Regions from separate parts of the Mus musculus genome. Here all the other regions are linked to region 3. Evidence: chromatin contacts called from public promoter capture Hi-C data. All regions are on one chromosome and are shown on one strand. The core of a region is the stretch at or near the end of the contact, and the rest is flanking DNA. Distances in the headings are between cores, read along the strand shown. Region 1 holds the start of Hal (histidine ammonia lyase). Region 2 holds the start of Ccdc38 (coiled-coil domain containing 38). Region 3 overlaps Gm32468 (predicted gene, 32468).

What was found. Promoter capture Hi-C pulls out the DNA fragments that hold promoters and counts their contacts.
Region 1: a contact with region 3 is called in a promoter capture Hi-C map of liver. The contact joins the promoter of Hal here to the enhancer-like site in region 3. A contact is called at or near these places in 8 of 39 promoter capture datasets (the 3T3-L1 cell line, the C10 cell line, cranial neural crest and 5 more), 1 of 484 Hi-C or Micro-C datasets (bone marrow-derived macrophages), 2 of 115 datasets of contacts at active chromatin or transcription factors (memory CD8 T cells and pancreatic cancer cells) and 3 of 9 other capture datasets (adipose tissue, liver and macrophages).
Region 2: a promoter capture Hi-C map of hematopoietic stem and progenitor cells shows a contact between it and region 3, with 2.9 times the contacts expected there. The contact joins the promoter of Ccdc38 here to the enhancer-like site in region 3. A contact is called at or near these places in 9 of 39 promoter capture datasets (the HPC-7 cell line, cranial neural crest, embryonic stem cells and 6 more), 8 of 115 datasets of contacts at active chromatin or transcription factors (astrocytes, embryonic basal ganglia, embryonic forebrain and 4 more) and 4 of 9 other capture datasets (adipose tissue, liver, macrophages and 1 more).

The regions. Positions count from the first base shown.
Region 1 is chr10:93,487,449-93,491,253 of GRCm38.p6, reverse strand. Hal (histidine ammonia lyase) reads right to left here and starts at 2,486. Exons shown (of 20, transcript NM_010401.4): 1 at 1,877-2,486; 2 at 1,320-1,380; 3 at 1,187-1,214; 4 at 433-507; 5 at 267-339; 6 at 89-155. The coding sequence starts at 2,123.
Region 2 is chr10:93,538,454-93,542,519 of GRCm38.p6, reverse strand. Ccdc38 (coiled-coil domain containing 38) reads right to left here and starts at 1,888. Exons shown (of 16, transcript NM_175488.6): 1 at 1,711-1,888. Amdhd1 (amidohydrolase domain containing 1) reads left to right here and starts at 2,487. Exons shown (of 9, transcript NM_027908.1): 1 at 2,487-2,686. The coding sequence starts at 2,550.
Region 3 is chr10:93,092,891-93,096,607 of GRCm38.p6, reverse strand. Gm32468 (predicted gene, 32468) reads right to left here. Exons shown (of 3, transcript NR_168584.1): 3 at 3,082-3,571. Among named protein-coding and RNA genes, the nearest start is that of Gm32468, 11 kb to the right of the region's middle. Within about 2 kb of position 1,512, at least 96 of the 459 cell types and tissues checked have an H3K27ac peak or open chromatin away from gene starts, as enhancers often do. A contact at or near this core is called in the HPC-7 cell line, adipose tissue, bone marrow-derived macrophages and 6 more, where this site is marked.

The DNA.
Region 1 (3,805 bases), core at 1,237-3,736, 390 kb before region 3:
TTTAAAAAGAAAATGTGAATGATCTTCATGGGAACAAAATCTCCAAGTTGGGGCAGGTGGGGTTGTGGCGCCTTCATGGGAGACTTACTGTAGCTTATTGGCAGGGATTACAGTTCTAGCAAATTTTCCAAAACCTGTGGTGATGCCATAAACAACTGGAGTACAAAAAAGAAAGAAACAGACACTTTGATTAGATGCCACAGGGGTTCTCTTCCTACATTTGCCCGTAAACTAATGTTGGGACACCCCGAGAGAGAAAAGGATACCTGTTCTTTCTTTGATGATGCTGTCGATGACCTCCCGGGACTGCTGCACTTTCTTCTCAGCAATTGAAGTGAGCTAGGAGAGCATTGGCCAGGAGTGAGCATACGAAAGCCTTCCATGTCCAATGGGGACGGAAGGACACTGTCCTTCCTGTCCTCCCTCACGTACCTTTATCTTGTAACGTCCCTTGCCCAGGTTGACCAGATCCTCTGTGCTCAGACTGTCCCCATCTAGGGCAATGTACTGAACAAGAAGGGTGAGGTTCAGTGAGTGGGAGGGGCTTTGAAGGAGTAGCCTTGGATTCTGCCTGACCCCAAAGATAGTTTACTACCGTTCTGAGGCATTGATGTGCTAATTAAGAACAGGGCTGGCTTACGGGAACACTGGGCAAGAAAAATCAGAAAAACAGGGGCCAGGCTCCCCATAGTATACTCTGAGCTGGATGAAACCTGTCTTTTAGTATAGTGCTCACCCAGATATACCCTCCCCCTCCTCTTCCTCTTCTTCCCCCTCCTCTTCCTCCTCCTCCTCCTCCTCCCCCTCCTCCTTCTCTTCCTCCCCTCCTCCTCTTCTTCCTCCTCCTCTTCCTCCTCCTCCTCTTCCTCCTACTCCCCTTCCTCTTCCTCCTACTTCCCCTCCTCCTCTTCCTCCTCCTCTTCCTTCTCTTCCTCTTCCCTCTTCCTCCTCCTCCTCTTCCTTCTCCTCCTTCCCTTCCTTCTCCCCCTCCCCCTCTTCCCCCTCCTCTCCCTCCTCCCCTCCTCTTCCTCCCCCTCCCTCCTCCCCCCTCCTCCTCTTCCTTCTCCTCTTCTTCCTTGTCCTCTTCTCCCCCTCCTCCTTCCCCTTCTTAAAGTGGTAGGTGAAAGGAGGCATATTTCAGACATGACAGAGTTTTATATTCCCCACAAAAAGGAAAATAGCTTACTTTTTCAGGCTCCCGGTATTTGCTGTATCTAAAGCCAGGTAAAGGAGCAGACTAGCAATGTGGAACAGCCCCAGCCCCACCGTGTCAGGACCAGCCACCGCAGGGCTGACCAAAGGGGATGCACAAAGGATACAGGAAAACTCCTTCTGGCTGCGACGGAATGAAATCAGGAGACATCACATCACCTTCAATCACTGAAACAAGAAGGGGAGAGAGGGGCCTAGCAGGTCACAGGGTGTCACATCAGGGCAGGTGTCAGACCCAGGAATGACCCCTCCATGCACTGAGCTTGTGTTTCATAGCAACGGCTGCTGGACCGTGACATCCTACATTTTCACACGGTCTTAGCGTCTTTACACAGGAAAGCAAAAAGCAGAAAGGTAGCAGGGGGATGTACGTGGAAGATTGGTTCTAGCCTGCTTCTGTTTCTACTCTGGCAGTCCCTTACAGAAGGATTCTGTCATTGCAAGGGACTCTAACCTGCAGCCTTGGGTTCAAGTCCAGACTGTCACTGTGGCCTGCCTCTCTCCATCTATTGCAGGCTGGGGGCAGGGGGAGGTGGATGATAAAGCAAGGCTTGAGGCTCCCCCAGGGCAAGTACTCAAGTCTTTTTTTCTTGCCGTGTTCCCTGACACGGGGGTGACTTCCTCCAGGACATGCCAAGGCTCTGTTCCCCTGAGGGCCACTCACCCACTTCTACGAACTCATTGTCCTCTAAGGCCACCTCCAGCTCGTCCTCATTGTCCAGCAGGCCCAGGCCCTTGCACCGATGCACAAGGAATTGCACTTCATCCACCGAAGTGAAGCCACCATTGTCCGGTTTGTTCTTCATGTAGCGTCGCACAGCCTCACGGCCCAGCCAGCCAACAGTGAGCTTCCCATCCTGACAGGGCACCGCCAGCCATTCCCCACGCACGTGCACTGTGTACCTAGGCATGGCTCAGATGCTATAGCCCTTCTGAGCAGCAGGCCACTGTAACCAAGGGCTGGCTCCTTTCCTACAGTCCTCGACTGGGGAGAGCCTTTATCCTTTACCAGGGAGGGGAGTGTCTGCTGGGGTGTGGTTGGCAGTGAGACTGAGAGTGGACTTTCAGAACACACCCCTTCCCTTGCCTTTAGCCATTCACACTTTAAACAAATATTGATTGCGGTCTCTGGTGTTCCTTTGGCCTTTCTGGATGCTGAACTAGGTGCAGGAGACAGGGATATGGGTAGCTGAGCCCACTTTTAATGTAACCTTGTAGTTCTCTGACCCTGGAAGTCCTTCTGACCAGGGTTCCCCGTTCTCTCTCTCCCTTTCTGAGTCTGCCTTGAAAGCTGCTTATAAACACCATGTTCCCCTCTTTAGGGAATTACTCAATTGGTAAAACGCATCCTCTCGGTCAATTGTGACACCCAGAGTGTAGCAATCCCCATTCATTTATTTATTCCACAAACACGCGTTGAGCAACGCCTCCCTGCCAGTGCCCAGTGCTACCAAAGCCATTGCTCCATCAAAGAAAGCAGTTCTGAAAAGGTTGTGTTTAGACACATGAATCACCGTAGCTTGGAGGCCCTCAGCTCACTACCCTGGGGTGAGTGAGTGATCTTCCCGTTTCCTAAGCCAAAGGCAAATTCTCTAATGCCGTGATTCGCGGCATCTACCTGGGATAAATCCTGGCTGTGTGACTCGCAGTCATTTGAGTCCCCTGGGATTCAGCTTTACTCGTCTATGAAACGAATATCCCCACGGGCAGCTGGAAGGACAAAGTCAATTAGTGTGTGTCAACCCTGAGGTCCGTGCCTGCTGGATGGGGAGACTCCCAATTACTCTCACCAGGACTTGGACTTTAACACTCCACATGCCCTCAAGAGTGTGTGTGTGTGTGTGTGAATATTCCTTATCTTTGCCCCCTGGATATCCCTAGTTCAGCTAAGCTTCTTCCCTGCCCCAAACCGCTTCCCCTGCACCCCCCCCCACCTAATTTTGCCCCACCTGTGTTAAGGAACACTGATAGCCCAAGAGATTCAAAGAATTGTGTGCGCTTTAGTAGTATGTCAGTTCTGAGAAATTTGATTGAATAATCAGAAACCCTGACCTGCCTTCTACTTCATTAGAACAGTTGCTCTGTAGATAGACACCCAGATCCACATCCAGTGTCTTACCATCAGTCTATCGAAATGTATTCATCAGACAACCACACCCCGACTGTGCCCTGCAATTTGGCAACATCTCGATTTGCTATCAAGACAGAAGTTAGCTTCAGTTCAGTATTCCACCTCCAGGACATGGCCTTCCACCTTACTTAGCTCATCTCTGCCCACGGACCTGACCTCCGGTTAACCCTTTCTTCTCCTCCTGAACCCCACCGCTTAGGAAGCTATCCTAGTTGCTTATGTGGCTATGCTTAAACAGCTTCAAGGTCCTTGGGAAGCCAGAATCTATTATGTGTGTAATTTGGGATGAAACCCATACCCTGAGTCCTTACTCTGGACTGTCACCTGCTTACCCCAGCAGACTGATGTAACAAGTCCTATGACCGTGGGGGTGATGGCACCACCCTTTGACTCATGCCCCCCCCAGAGGGAACGCTCCAAGTCTTCCCTCTCTCCTCAACTTGCAGCTCATTCCCAGATACG
Region 2 (4,066 bases), core at 639-3,138, 450 kb before region 3:
TGTTTGCAAGCAGCTCTCAGGCAGCGCCTCCTTGGACAGTCAATCTGATGCGTTCAGGCCACCCACTGACATAACTACCCATGAAAAAGAAGGATAATTCCTTTTTAGGCTTCCTGGGAATATATAAACCATAAAAGCACAGTGTGTGGTACATTCTATGAAGCCAGGGGAGAAACTGGTACTTTAGCCAGTCAGATCCCTAAGCTAACTGTCAATCAAGGAAAATAGCATTAAAATAGCTATGTCCACTGTTCCTTTACATGCGAGTATTAGCCCGAGTGACCCACGTTTTATCTGAAGGTCAAACAAATCCACAAACTACAAGCAAGCGTGGCTATATAAGGCGAAGACAACCGTGCCTCGGGGAAATTTTCAATTGATTTCCTGAGAACAGGTCAGGGGAGAACTAACAGAAGTAGGCATTTGTTGAACCCCAGTGTGAACCCATCTTTTATCCCTGCAATTACCTTTGCCTGCCAAAAGTTAACAGGTTAGCTAAAATTTTAGAGTATAAAAATTCTCTAACCATAAGTGACTCTGTTTCTACCCTCTGCCATTTCTACACCCCACCCCCTTTCTTCTTTTAATTTTTTTCTTTGACAGTGAGTCACTGTGTAGACCAGGCTAGACTGAAACTCACATAGCTCTATTACCACCCCTGGTTAATCTCTCTCTCTCTCTCTCTCTCTCTCTCTCTCTCTCTCTCTCTTGGCAGTACACAGACATTTGTGGTTGTGTTTCTGCTTTGTGAGCAGCTGTTGAGGTTTTCACTCACATTATTTTATAACTTCCTTCTTTTGTTTTTGTTTTGTTTTTTTCTACCCCATCTCTATTTTCTTATAGAACATGGTGTGGACCTAAAGGACATTTGCTTCTAGTCTGTCGGAAGCTATTTTTACTGTCTGTTTTATTAATGGCTATAAGGTGACCCAAAATTATCTTTGTGATTTGCAGAGTAAGCCTGCTTTTATGGTATTGTTTTCAGTCCTTGACCCTGCCACCCCCATCTCTTGTAGTATTTGTTGGCCTGGGCAAGGGAAGAAAATCTCTTATCTTTTTAGGAAACATACCATAGAAACTAAATAACTTAAGGGTGATATAGTCTTTAGTCTCAGCACTGATGTGCAGTGTGTGTGTGTGTGTGTGTGTGTGTGTGTGTGAGTGGGGGTGGGGAACCAGGGAGAGAGAGAGAGAGAGAGAGAGAGAGAGAGAGAGAGAGAGAGAGATCTGAATTAAAAGGCTATCCTGATCTACATAAAGGGCTCCAGAACAGCCAGGGCTACACAGTGAGACTTATCTCAACAAGAGAAAAAAGACCAAGGGGGGGGGAAGCCCTAAAACCACATATGTACAAATAGCATTATACAGACCAAGTGGGCTGTATTTATGTATTTAGGGACACACACACACCATAGAAAAGGTCTTGAATTTGAAAGAGAACAAGGGTGGTTTAAGAGGAAATCAGGAAATGATGTCATTGTAATCTCAAAAAATTTATGTGTGTGTGTATATGTGTATGTGTGTGTGTGTGTGTGTGTGTGTGTGTGTGTGTGTGTGTGTGTATGTATTCTTTACAAATCCTGCCTGCCAGTTCTTTAAACAATCTGGATACTGTCTGTCTACAACCTTGAGTGCAGTGGTGTGTGTGAAAGCCACCACACTCGGGAGGAGGGGGGGAGTGTCAGACACCCGGGTCAAATCTGGTTTTACCTCAACAAGTCTGGATCACTGTTGAGACCTATCCTTCAAGAAGGCGGTCGGGACAAAGCAGACAGAGGCACCAAACTGATACTCTGTGTCTCAGCTTCATCCTTCCCTGCTCCAGGCTCCCTTCATCCTGGGAACCGCTTACTACCAGGCCCAAGCGCCGATCTGGCCAACCGAACACGCGTGGCACCCGCAGCCAGGCTAGGAGGGTCACGCGGACACCGTGAGCCTCTGCCCCGTGCCCCTGTCGCCTGTCAGCGCAAGTTTGCTAGGTTCAAGTTCCAGCTCCCAGGGCACAGTGTGTTTTTGTCTCTGTTTCTGTCACTGTGTCTAACACACACACATACATACATACACACACACACACACACCATGCACACTCACACCACACGCATACACACACCCCACTGTGTCTGCCTCTGTTTCTGTCACTGTAACACACACACACACACACACCACTGACGTCTCTGTGTGAGCCCTTCCCAACAACACTTCACTTGGCCACTGCACCGCATCTACCTCGCCCAACTTGATCACTTCCGGTGGTGGCTAAATTTCAGTTTTGTTTTGTTTTTAATCCAGAAGTTAGGGGTTGGGGAGGGGGTGATATAACCATCACCTCCTTTACTCCAAACCTGGAAAGGAGACCTGAAAAGACTGGCGTCCACAATAAAGTTTATTCCAACTTTATTCCAGGCGCTCTGGTTGGCACTGCTCCTGTCCCGGTCACTGGCTGCTGGCCAGCTCCCGCCCCACGCTGCCCAGCCCCGCCCCGCCCTGCCCGGGAGCCACAGCTCGCAGGCTCTCCTGTCCTCCGCAGCCCGCCAGCGGCTAGAGCGACAATGACGAGCAGCCACCGCCTCCTGCTGGAGAACGCACAGCAAGTGGTGCTGGTGTGTGCCCGCGGCGAGCGCTTCCTGACCGGGTCTGCGCTGCGCAGCCTGGCGGTGCTGGAGGGCGCCAGCGTGGTGGTGGGCACGTGAGTAGCCAGTAGCTGGGGACAGGCGAGATGGGGTTCCGGAGCGAAAGCTCTTTCTCCAACAAAACACCTTCAGGGCATCTTTCATTATGATCATTGATCATTGATCCCATTATAGCTTCTAAAGTACTGGCTGGTGGGTTTGCTTTGTTGTTTCCAGAAGAGTCTGTAGACTCTTTTTTGCTCTAAAATCCCGGATATTGATCCAGGTGTGCAGTCCCAGCACCCAAGAGGCAGAAGGTGAGGTCTGTAGTCTAAGGCCATCCTTGACTGTATGTAGAGTTTGCATGTGAGATCCTGTTTCAAAAAACAATCAAGAACTTAAAAAAAGAAAGAAAGAAAAGAAAGGAAAGAAGGAAGGAAGGAAGGAAGGAAGGAAGGAAGGAAGGAAGGAAGGAAAGGAAGGAAGGAAGGAAGGAAGGAAGGAAGGAAGAAAGAAAGAAAGAAAGAAAGAAAGAAAGAAAGAAAGAAAGAAAGAAAGAAAGAAAGAAAGAAAGAAAGAAAGAAAAGAAAAAGAAAAAAGGACAGGGTTTCTCTGTGTAGCCCTGGCTGTCCTGGACTCTTGTAGACCAGACTGGCCTCGAATTCACTCACAGAGTTCCACTCATCTCTGCTTCCCGAATGCTGGGATCAAAGACATGCCCCTCTTTAAAAAAATACTTTTAAATAAAACTAACATTACATCTTTTTTCCCCCCTCAAAAAGCACCTGTGGTGTGCATTATGTAGTCCAGCATAGTGGCCATGTCTTTAATACCAGCACTCTGGAGGCAGGGGTAGACTATTCAAAGTCAGCTTGCTCTACGTAATTCCAGGGCAGCCAAGTGAGACCATGTCGTAAAACAAACAAACCTACGGCTGACCCGCAAAATCACTCAAGCCCTGCATCAGGGAACTAAGGTTAACACACAGGCGCTTTGCTTTGGGGTTGTTTTCTAAAGTAAATAAAAATGTGTCAACACTCACACCTTTTAAAGAGAAGGAATGAATGTGTATTATTTTGTAGTTTATTCTTTTTCCCACTTAGTAGTAAACAGTAAAGCCTCACTATTCCATGTTAATAGTTTCTAAAGGGCCAAAACTCCTAACACCTTTGGAAGGTGGTTTCTAGCTTCCTTGAGTAATTATGTTACTGGATGTGCACTTTGTTCAAACATGACTCCAAAACCCACCACTGAATGACAGCCCACATTCTTAGAAGGTGGACAGCTGTGTGGTTAATGTGGTCCTGAAGAGAACCCCACACCCCCAGAGTCATCCCACACAGGCTGAGGCCATCAGAGATCTCCATCGTAGGCCTGAACTCATTTAAAGTCCAACAGCACACATGAAGTGGTGTGTGCTTCAACCTCCAGCTCTCCGCAGAGCCCTTTGCCCTGTG
Region 3 (3,717 bases), core at 263-2,762:
GAGGCCGGTTAGGAACTGTGGTAGGAATTTGTTCTAATGCTTTGAAGAGAGGAAGGAGGATCACCAAGATTCGGAGGGAAACCAGATTTAGAGCTGCAGAAGGAAAATTACCCCAAACGTAGGTGAGAAGGAATGTGGTCCCACGAAGGGCTGCCCAGAAACGTCTTGGGCAGCAAAGACTAGGAAGCCACCCAGAAGGAGCCAGGGCAACAAAGATAAAATATAGAATTAGAGGGCGTTAAGCCAGGAGTGCCAGAGGGAAATGTGTGCTAGTTAGCCAGAGGGGTGGGGGTGAGGGGGTTGGGGTTGGGGGTGGGGGTGGAGAGTAGAATTGCCCAACCTTTGAACTAGTCAAGGCAGCATATATTTAAAATTAAGTGGTGTGTGTGTGTGGTTGTGTGTGTGTGTCTTTCATTCATGAATCCAGACAGCTCTTGGACGGGTACATTTGCAACCCGTCTGGAGCACAGAGTGGGTTAACTAACTACTGCCACAGTACCGGACATGTCCTGGTTTGGGGGCAGGGAGCCCAGGTTCTCATTTGGCCTTTACTGGTGGGGTTGAACATGAGAGTTATAGCTGCTTCTCTGGTGTCACATGGAGTAGACTGGCTTCCTTCTGTGTATTTATAATCTTGCTAATATGCCCTTAAATAGTTCCTTTTTTAGACAGGAGTGGTTTTTCTTTCTTTCTGTTTGTTCTCATTGGTGGGCCTTTAGAATTCCGTCTAGTCTATATGAGGCTGTGCTTTGGGTCCTAACTTGCCATCTATACATTTTCCCAGTATTTGTTTGTTTGTTTGTTTCATGTAGCCCAGGCTAGCCTTGAACTTGCTATGCAGTTGGGGATGCTCTTTAACTCCCTGGCTTTCTGTCTCTACCTCCCAAGAACCAAGGTCACAGGTGTGACCACCAATCCCAGCCATTTCACATTTGAGATCACACACACACACACACACACACACACACACACACACACACACACACACACACACACACACAGAGGCAGAGAGAGAGAGAGAGAGAGAGCACTAAGATATCAATAAGGTATCTTAAGTATCAGAAAAGGAATTTGATGCATAATTGAGGGTTATAAAGCTAACTAGAAGACAGTGAGGTGGCCTATTCATCCAGGATGTTAACATGCCAGAGAAACAAAAGGAACCGTGAGTCACACTCTCAAAGCTGAAATGCAAAGGGTTTGCCCAATATGGCAGTGTCCGGTGTCACAGGGGAGGCTGGGCTAAGGAAGTACTGCCCAAGGTTCTTGTGAACAGGAAGAGAACACCACTTCTCTATTTAAAACAAACAAACAAACAAACAACCACTTAAATTTCTCTGCAGTTCTCATTAGTGACAACAGGAAACTCAGGGAGATGGGCGGAGGACCTGGAGGCAAGCAGGCTTGTGTCTAATCGCCGCCGTCCCTTTCTCTGATGAGTAAGCTCAGGCACAGAGCGGTGTGTAACTTGGCTGGGGTTCCACAGATGCCAAACAATTCTGGAGAGTGCAATGTCTGTGGCCTTGTACTTCCAGCCACTGGGAGGCCCCAGGAGGTAAAGGTGTGACTGGGTTTGGATAGTGTAGTGTCAGTCTTTATTTGTCCTTTAAACACACAGGAGATGTAGATTTGTGACAACCAGAAGTCTGAGATATAAAGCTTGGAGATTGTCTGGATCATGGGGAAAGTTTCAAAGTCATGAAAGGGTTAACCTAAGCTTGTTATTTATTTTGAAACTGCTTTTCTTCCCCATCTCCCTGCTGCCCCCAACTCTCTGCCTTTTCACTCTTTCATCCCCTTCCCTCCTTCTATAGGGTTTTATGTGTAGCCCAGGCTAGCCTGGGAGTCATCACATCTCAGCTTTCCTCGTGCCGAGATTACAGGTGTGCACAACCACACCCAGTTTGTTTTCATTTTCCTGTTCTCTTTCTTATTTAGTGCTTGCTTTGTGCCAAACACCCCTTTATGTAGTCCAGTTGTTTCAGTTAACTTAATTCTTGCATCCAACTTGTGCTGGCTATGTCTTAGGTCAAGTTGACACAAGCTAGAGTCATCTGAAAAAGAAAAAGGAAAAAACAACAAAACAAAACAAAAAAAAAACAAAAAGAAAAACAAAAACAAAAACCAAAACCCAAAACAAAAACCTGGAAATCTCAATTGAGAAAATGACTCCATTAGATTTGGCTGTAGGGTGTTTTCTTAATTAACGATTGGTGATTTATTGAGGCGTGCTCAGCCCATTGTGGGTGGTGCCATCTCTGGGCTGGTTGGTGGTCCTAGTAAGAAAGCAGGCTGAGCGAACCATAATGAGCAAACCAGTAAGCAGTCTTCTTCCATGAACGTTGCATCAGCTCCTACCTCCAGATTCCAGCCTGTTTTGAATTCCTGCCAATTATATCTTTCAGTGTTGGACTATGATTAGAAGTAGAAGCCAAATAAACCCTTCGTAAGCCCGTAGAGGCATGCAAGTGGCCAGACCCCATCCCCAAGACGACTCTAACTGCTCTAAAGCCTGTTTCCAACCCCCTGAGATGCAATTGCCCAAGCTCCACACTATAGAGGGGAAAAAAATAAGGCCACAGAATCACACCAATCCCAGGCCACCATGGAAAGATCTGCCCCTCAAGAAATCCTATATAAAGTTTGCCTCCTGCTCTGTTCTTTGCTGCTTCTCCTCTTTAGTAGTGTGACTTTATGGCATTCCTTGGCTCCCAACTGCCTGGATGGATACCTTTCCTCTCGGAGCTGTAAGACTTCCCCACCCTTTCCTTCCCAAGTTGCTTTTGGTCCTGGTGCTTCATCTCAGGAGTAGAAAAGTAAATAAGATAAATCGGTTGCAAGATTCTGAGGCATTGCTGTGACAAACTTGACCATGTGTTTTGGAGGATTTCAGAAGGACTTTGGAACTCTGGGCTAGTGGTTAACAGCTGCAGCTGCTCGTTCAAAGGTCCTGAGTTCAATTCCTAGCAACCACATGGTGGTTCACAACCATCTGTAATGGGGTCTGATGCCCTCTTCTGGTGTGTCCGAGGACAGCAACAGTATACTCATATAAATAATACATAAATAAAATTTAAAAAATTCAGCTGTTAAGTATTTTATTAATTAACTAAAGGGTTTGGGAGTTTCACATCCCATGGTGGGTGGAGCCATCCCTGGGGTGGTGGTCCTGAGTTATAGAAGAAAGCAGGCTAAGTGAGCCATGTGAGCAAGACAGTAAGCAGCATCCTTCCGTGGCCTCTGCATCAGCTCCTGCCTCCAGGTTCCTGCCCTGACTCCTTCCAGTGACTGACTATGGGATGGACGTGTAAGCCAAGTGAACCCTTTCCCGTCAGGTTGCTTTGGTCATGGTGTTTCATCACAGCAGTAGAGAAGTAATTGAGATCCACCTCTCTGGTGGATTTCTTGTTACCCACAGCTTACAGACAAGAAAGTCGAGTCACAGAGGACTAACTGAAGGTTTTAGGGTCTTCATGCCACTCAGGTGCGGAGTTGGTCACTCTGTCTTTGGTTCCATGAGCCCGTATCTTTTATTCTCCTGCTATAGTTCTGGTGATCATCTGGGTGTGGTCTAGAGAATAAATTTGGTGACAACCTATGAGACAATCGTAATCAAAGATCCAATAGGCAGCAATTGCTAATTCACGCAAATGATGCATGTGTATCCTTTGTGCACATCTTTATGTAGCTGAGTTTAAGAATTAAATCTTAGTAGTT